2 separate regions of the Danio rerio genome follow, and region 2 is linked to region 1. A link is a contact called in public Hi-C data. All regions are on one chromosome and are shown on one strand. The core of a region is the stretch at or near the end of the contact, and the rest is flanking DNA. Distances in the headings are between cores, read along the strand shown.

Evidence for each region. Hi-C and Micro-C count contacts between places; a contact is called where the count stands out from the background.
Region 2: a contact with region 1 is called in a Hi-C map of embryo, with 2.0 times the contacts expected there. The contact joins the promoter of wnt5b here to the enhancer-like site in region 1. A contact is called at or near these places in 2 of 18 Hi-C or Micro-C datasets (caudal fin and embryo).

What each region holds. Positions count from the first base shown.
Region 1 is chr4:8,939,625-8,942,636 of GRCz12tu, forward strand. The region is part of intron 16 of erc1b (ELKS/RAB6-interacting/CAST family member 1b); the gene reads left to right. Among named protein-coding and RNA genes, the nearest start is that of wnt5b, 90 kb to the right of the region's middle. Within about 2 kb of position 1,392, at least 13 of the 62 cell types and tissues checked have an H3K27ac peak or open chromatin away from gene starts, as enhancers often do.
Region 2 is chr4:9,029,721-9,032,945 of GRCz12tu, forward strand. wnt5b (wingless-type MMTV integration site family, member 5b) reads left to right here and starts at 1,589. Exons shown (of 7, transcript NM_130937.2): 1 at 1,589-2,327.

The DNA.
Region 1 (3,012 bases), core at 142-2,641:
CCATCTATGTCTTTATTATACATTCAAAGCTCTTTCCATCCATCTTTTTTTCATCCATTCATAGTTCTTTCCATCCATCCATCTCTGTTCATCATCTGTCCAATCATCTATTTTTCTTATCTTTCAGTCCATCCATCTTTGTCTTTTCATCTATTTGTAGACTTTCCATTAGTCAATCCCAACACCCATCCATCCATCCATCCATCCATCTATCCATCTGTCCATCCATTATCCTTTCCATTCATCCATCCATAAATTGTCCTTTCCATCCATCCATCTGTCCGTCCATCCATCCATCCATCCATTATCAATCTATCCATCATCCATCCATTCATCCATCCACTATAGTCCTTTCCATCCATCCATCCATCCATCCATCCATCCATCATCCTTACCATCCATTCATCCATCCATCCATTCATCATCCTTACCATCCATTCATTCATTCATCCATCCGTCCATCATCCTTACCATCCATTCATCCATCCATCTATTCATCATCCTTACCATCCATTCATTCATTCATCCATCCATCATCCTTACCATCCATTCAGTCATCCATCCATCCATTCATCCATTGTCCTTTTCATCAATCCGTTATCCTATCCTTTCATCTATCCAACCATCCATCTATCATTCTTTCCATACATCCACCCATAGTCCTTTCAATCCATCCATAGTCTTTTTCATCCATAAATCCATAGTCCTTTCCATCAATTTATAGTTCCATCCATACTATAGTTGATTTGTTTATCAACAATTCGGTTCTTTCCATCTTTCCACTCATCTCTTTATTATTATACATTTATAGTTCTTTCCATCCATCCATCAGTCTCTGTCCATCATCAATCCATTAGATCCACTAGTTTTCCACGCATGTGTAGATAGCATCTCTCCTTCACTTACCTCTCTTTCCATCCATCCATCAATCCCAACACCCCTCCATCCACCCATCCATCTTTCATCCGAAACCTAGCCATGCTGTATCAAATCAGTTCAAGTTTTGCTTTGAGGTAAAAACAAAATATGAGGTAAAATATCAAGACATTTTAAAATAATAATCTTCCACCCATTCATCCATCTGTCCTCGCAGTATTTTGCACTTCACATTTCTCCCCTTTGTGTTTCCAAGAAGCTTATCTCTCTTCCAGAGTGGTCACGGCTAAGACAACCATTAAACAATTTCAAGCGCTGAAAGTAGCCCGACCTCAGATCTGCATTCGTTTAACATTCCTCCCTCATATTGCCATCATTTACGTCGTACTGTCGTCATACGGTAGGAATGGCAGTGATAAGTCATGTTTAGGACCCACCACCCCGGCCATTCCTGGCGTACTGTGCGGTGTTCCCTCGCTCCGGTGGCTTAACCGGCACATTTCGTCCCCATCACAAGCTGCCATAAATCTCCCACCCCCTCAGCTATTCATTATCTCTACACTGGCGAACACGCCCATGGACACACACACACAACCGATAGAGAACAGAAGGATGTGGCGTATTTTTAGGCCTGCTCGAAGACTCCTGAGAAGAAAGCTTGAAGGAATGCAGAGCACAGAGAGAGGAAATTGAGTGTTGAGGGCGGTGTGGAGATGCGTTGATTGATGGGACCCTTCCCTTTTCTCTGATTGGAGGAGGTGATTGGCCACTTGACCTCTTAGTGATCAATATGGACTCTCCTCTATCTGTCTGACAACAAATCTGTGGAGGCCCATTGTGCTTCTGATAAGAGCCATTGTCTTTTTTCTTTACTGCAGGATAGTAAGCTCTGGCTTGCTGTCTGCAAATAGTAGGATGTCTACTAAGCTACTTAGTTAGCATCTTATCACAAATGATTGGTCCATATTTGCTTGAGTCTACAATGTCTGCTGTTCTGTGACTTGCATACATATGTAAACCTTGACTGGAGATGATTGGAGTTGTTGGCTAAAATAGTCTGATGTAAGCACACTGATACAGTTATACATTGGATTTAATAATTTTTAAATGGCTTTAAGTGGTTGTAAACCACTTATATGGGCTGTATTTAATATTAAAAATAATTTTTGGCGTGGTTTTTTCAAATAGTCAGGATTGGGTGATTAAATTAAATGTTTTACATCCATCCAAGGCTGCATTAATAGTATTAGTTAATAGTATTAATAGTATTAGGCCTGTCACGATACAGACTCTTGTTGCACGATATATTGTCACAGAAATTGTTGTGATAACAATATTATTGTCATTTTGAGATCCTTTTATGCCGCTGATTATATAATACCATAATTATGCAAATAGCCATACACACTTCATAATACTTAGCATTCTTATGGTTATTTAGATTTTATAACTTGATGTTTAAAAAGTCCAATTATTTATACTATTAAATGTCCTATTAGTAGCGTCAGACAGAATCTGCAGACATTTTTTGCTTTTTCTGCAGAGAATTTTGGACCAGATGAATAAAAATGTGCAAATTAAATATGTACGAAGTATACATACAGTAATGCATCTAATTATTGAGAAAGTGTTACATTTAAAATGCATTATTTAATTAACAAAAAAGGCAAAATTTGTTTATTAAGAATAATTGATCTATCCCATACAGTGTGTGTGTAATAAAATAAAAATGCTATATTTTTTATAATTTTATTAGTGTTATTTTATTTTTAATGCACTAATAACAAATTAATAATAATAACAATAATAATAAATTATATAAAATGCCATAATAACAATAACAATAATAATAATAATAATAATAATAATAATATATTATATTAAATGCAAAATAATAATAATAATAATAATAATAATAAATTATATAAAATGCAAAAAGAAATATAATAATAACAATAATAAATTATAGAATATGATAATAATTTTAATAATAATAATAATAATAATAATAATATAAAATGTTTTAATAATAATCCAGGATAGCATAATACTTTACAAAATCATGACGTGCAGATGTATGTACAGGTATATAACTATATGCAATATTATATGTAGCCATATTATGCACAAATTGAA
Region 2 (3,225 bases), core at 339-2,838, 90 kb after region 1:
GTTTTTCTGCATTGCTTTTCAAAACACTGCGGTTGTGTTTAGAGAGGGTGGTGGGCGGGTCATTCTGTACTTTTGAAAACACTATTGGTTGGGTTTAGGGAAGAGGGGCGGGGGTGTTGGTCAGCCGGTCAAAAGTGGCCTCTGGTGGACTTATGTGAGAACAGCAAGTGCGAATGACACTCACGAGAGAAAAAAAAAGCATCCACAGCTGCCTCTGTCAGATTTTCTAATACAAAAACTACAAATAAACTTGGCTCCTGGGATGTATTTTGCTCTCTTCAGAAATGTATATATGGGGCATGTAATTGGAATGAGCCTGGGTTGCTTATCTACTTTTTAAAGTACTTTTTTCTGGTGGGAAATCGAGTAATTGCTGCAAATAATAAGGATGATAATGATAATAATAGAAATAATAATAATAACAGACTTCACTTAACAGAACAATATTTAAATTATATAAATTTTTCAAAATCTTTTATCAGTAATTTATGAAATCTTAACTAAATAAAATCATAATTTTCTATCAGTTTGTCTTCTGTTTGGTGAAGTAAACAACACTCAAAAATGCTGAGATCCACACAATTCCTTCATGTTGTCCCAACACAAATCGATTAAGTTAATTTAATTGTTGTACAAATTTAAGTGGATTGAACATAAAAAAGTTAAGTTGTCCCCCAAAAAACTTAAGAATTGTGTTGTTTAACTCTATTCAATATTAAATAAGTAGTTTCAACAAGCAGCAAAGGTATTTTTTTGAGTGAATAGCACATAAACTTTCTTGGAAAAGCCTTAAAAAGAGTAAAGATTTAGTTTCCAATGCATCAAAGTAAATCTATCTATCTATCTATCTATCTATCTATCTATCTATCTATCTATCTATCTATCTATCTATCTATCTATCTATCTATCTATCTATCTATCTATCTATCTATCTATCTATCTCTTTTTAAATCAGGATATGGGAATGGTTTCTGAAAGATGATTTTGACAATGACGTTTTACACCAGAAAAAAAATATGTCTGCAAAATTGTTGCAAACAATTTGTATGTGGTGACATTGACAATTTAAAATTGGCAATGTTTAACCCAATCTGTTTGTTTAAATTCAGCCTGAATAAATTGTTTACTACAACTTAACCTAAAAAATAGAGGAATCACCAAAGAAATCATCATTAAAAAAAATCAGTTGCTGAAAATTCAGTAGTGACATTAGAGAAACTATTACAGTATTTTATCAAATAAATGCAGATCAGAAACTCATGCAAACCATAGTAAAAAAAAAGTCTGAATTATTCCACACTCTTGACCTTTACTGAGATAGATGATATCTACCCATGCGTGTGTTTTGAATAAAGTGAATCAATCTTTCAAAACTCTTGACAAGTTTTGATTGAGTTTCCAAAGTATACCCAGGCCTCTGCCACAATAAAGATCATCTCTCTTATAAAAACTAATTACTACAACTTTATTGGCTGACTAATAGGAGCAGCGGTCGGGACACTAGTCCAAGTGTTCGTCAAATGGGAACGCGCTGTTGGAGGACTGTGGTTTCTCTCCCTCCCCTGTTTGGAAGCTGGAGAGATGGGGAGGGCAGGCCCATGAGTAGGCAATGCACAAACTAGTCAAAACTCAGTCTCTCACCCCCCTGCCTGCGGACTGAAGCAGTCGCTGGAGTTTCTTCGACGTCTGCTTTTAGTGCTTTCTTTCTGTAAGCACCGGGGTTTTAGGTTAAGAGCCCGAGCAGCCTCTGGACAGAAAAGAGGGGGGAAGTTTGAAAACATTTCCAGGTATCCTGCGCAAAACGAAGGATTTAATGCTGAACTTCTGAAAGTTGTGAATGCATGAGGTGGACTGATTGACTCCAGACTGCTTTTGTCTACTAATTTCTCTAATAAGCAGCAAAAGGCTTTAGTCGCTCCGGTTGCGCTCCCCACGCGCAGCGCGTTTGTTTGCGCTCTTGTCAAACTTATCGAAAGTTTAATTGACACCTGTTGCGTGACGCCGTCATACACTGAAGCGCGGTACGTTTATCAAAACTTTCAACCGTTTTCACCGAGTGACTTTCGCGGAGCCTTTTTTATTCTCACTATGGACAGCGCCGGACTGTTTTGGAGTATGTCTTTGGTTTTCTAAGTGAATGAAACACTGGAAACTCTAGTGCCAAGTTAAATTGTTCGGAGGTGGAATTGTCTAATATTTTCTGAAGTTACTCCTACTTTGTATGCGCTTCAAAAGAACATCACGCAGAGCCAGAAGACCAGGTTCAGCTGTCAGGACTTCAGCTCTGGAACTTTTTTGGAGACGGATAGATCGACATCTGCTAACAAGTAAGCTAGTTACTATCAAGCCTCTCACAGTTGTATTGTTTGGAAGTGCTGTTTGTTTCTGTTGCCTTGAGCTTTCGGCTGATTCAGAACATGCCTTGAGAAAAGTTTGTACCGGCCAGGCTTCATCTCAAGGTTCCTAAAAAAATATGTTTTTGCCTTAGGCATGGGCCAAAGAGGAGCGAGTTGTAGCACCATACGTTTGAGCAATTGGAAATGAGCTACATGAGTAAAAATTGCTGTCTGACATGTTCACCACTTTACAGAGGTGACAGCACAGGTTGTAAGACTTTTTAAATCTAACTTATTTTCCCGAAACACATCTGGAGTTACAGTTTGCGATTATGTTGACAGATATTAAATGATAGATGGGTTATAATGTGAATCAGCAGTTCCTCGTTTAACATTACAATCTTTAATACGTGTTTTAGTTCAAACAAAAAGAGCCTGCATTTGACACAGCGACTAACAGTCGCACAATTATGCTTAATGCATCTCTTCATTTAAAGAATTACTTATAAAATAAATTTAGACGTTTAGTTTTTTTCTTTTGATTAAAAATGCACAGAAGTAATTAATAGTATTTTGTTACAACTTAACTGAGCCTATACTACAAATCTTTTCTGCATATAATATGCGTGCTTTTTATTATTAGTGTTTTACTAGTGTTTGTACGCGCAACTCTCCCCTTTCTTTGTGCTTGATATTTGTTTACTTAGTTGAAGTATAAATTATAGCTTTATGAAGTTTTTATATGCGTAAAACTCATGTAGGCCTATTGGATATCTTTATAAAGGCACATAGCGCATAAAATCCCGCAGTTACAGATGCTTAAATCGCTCCCCCGTTCTCCGTTATGCTACTATCGGGTTTTATTTATCCACTTAGGCTACAACATAAT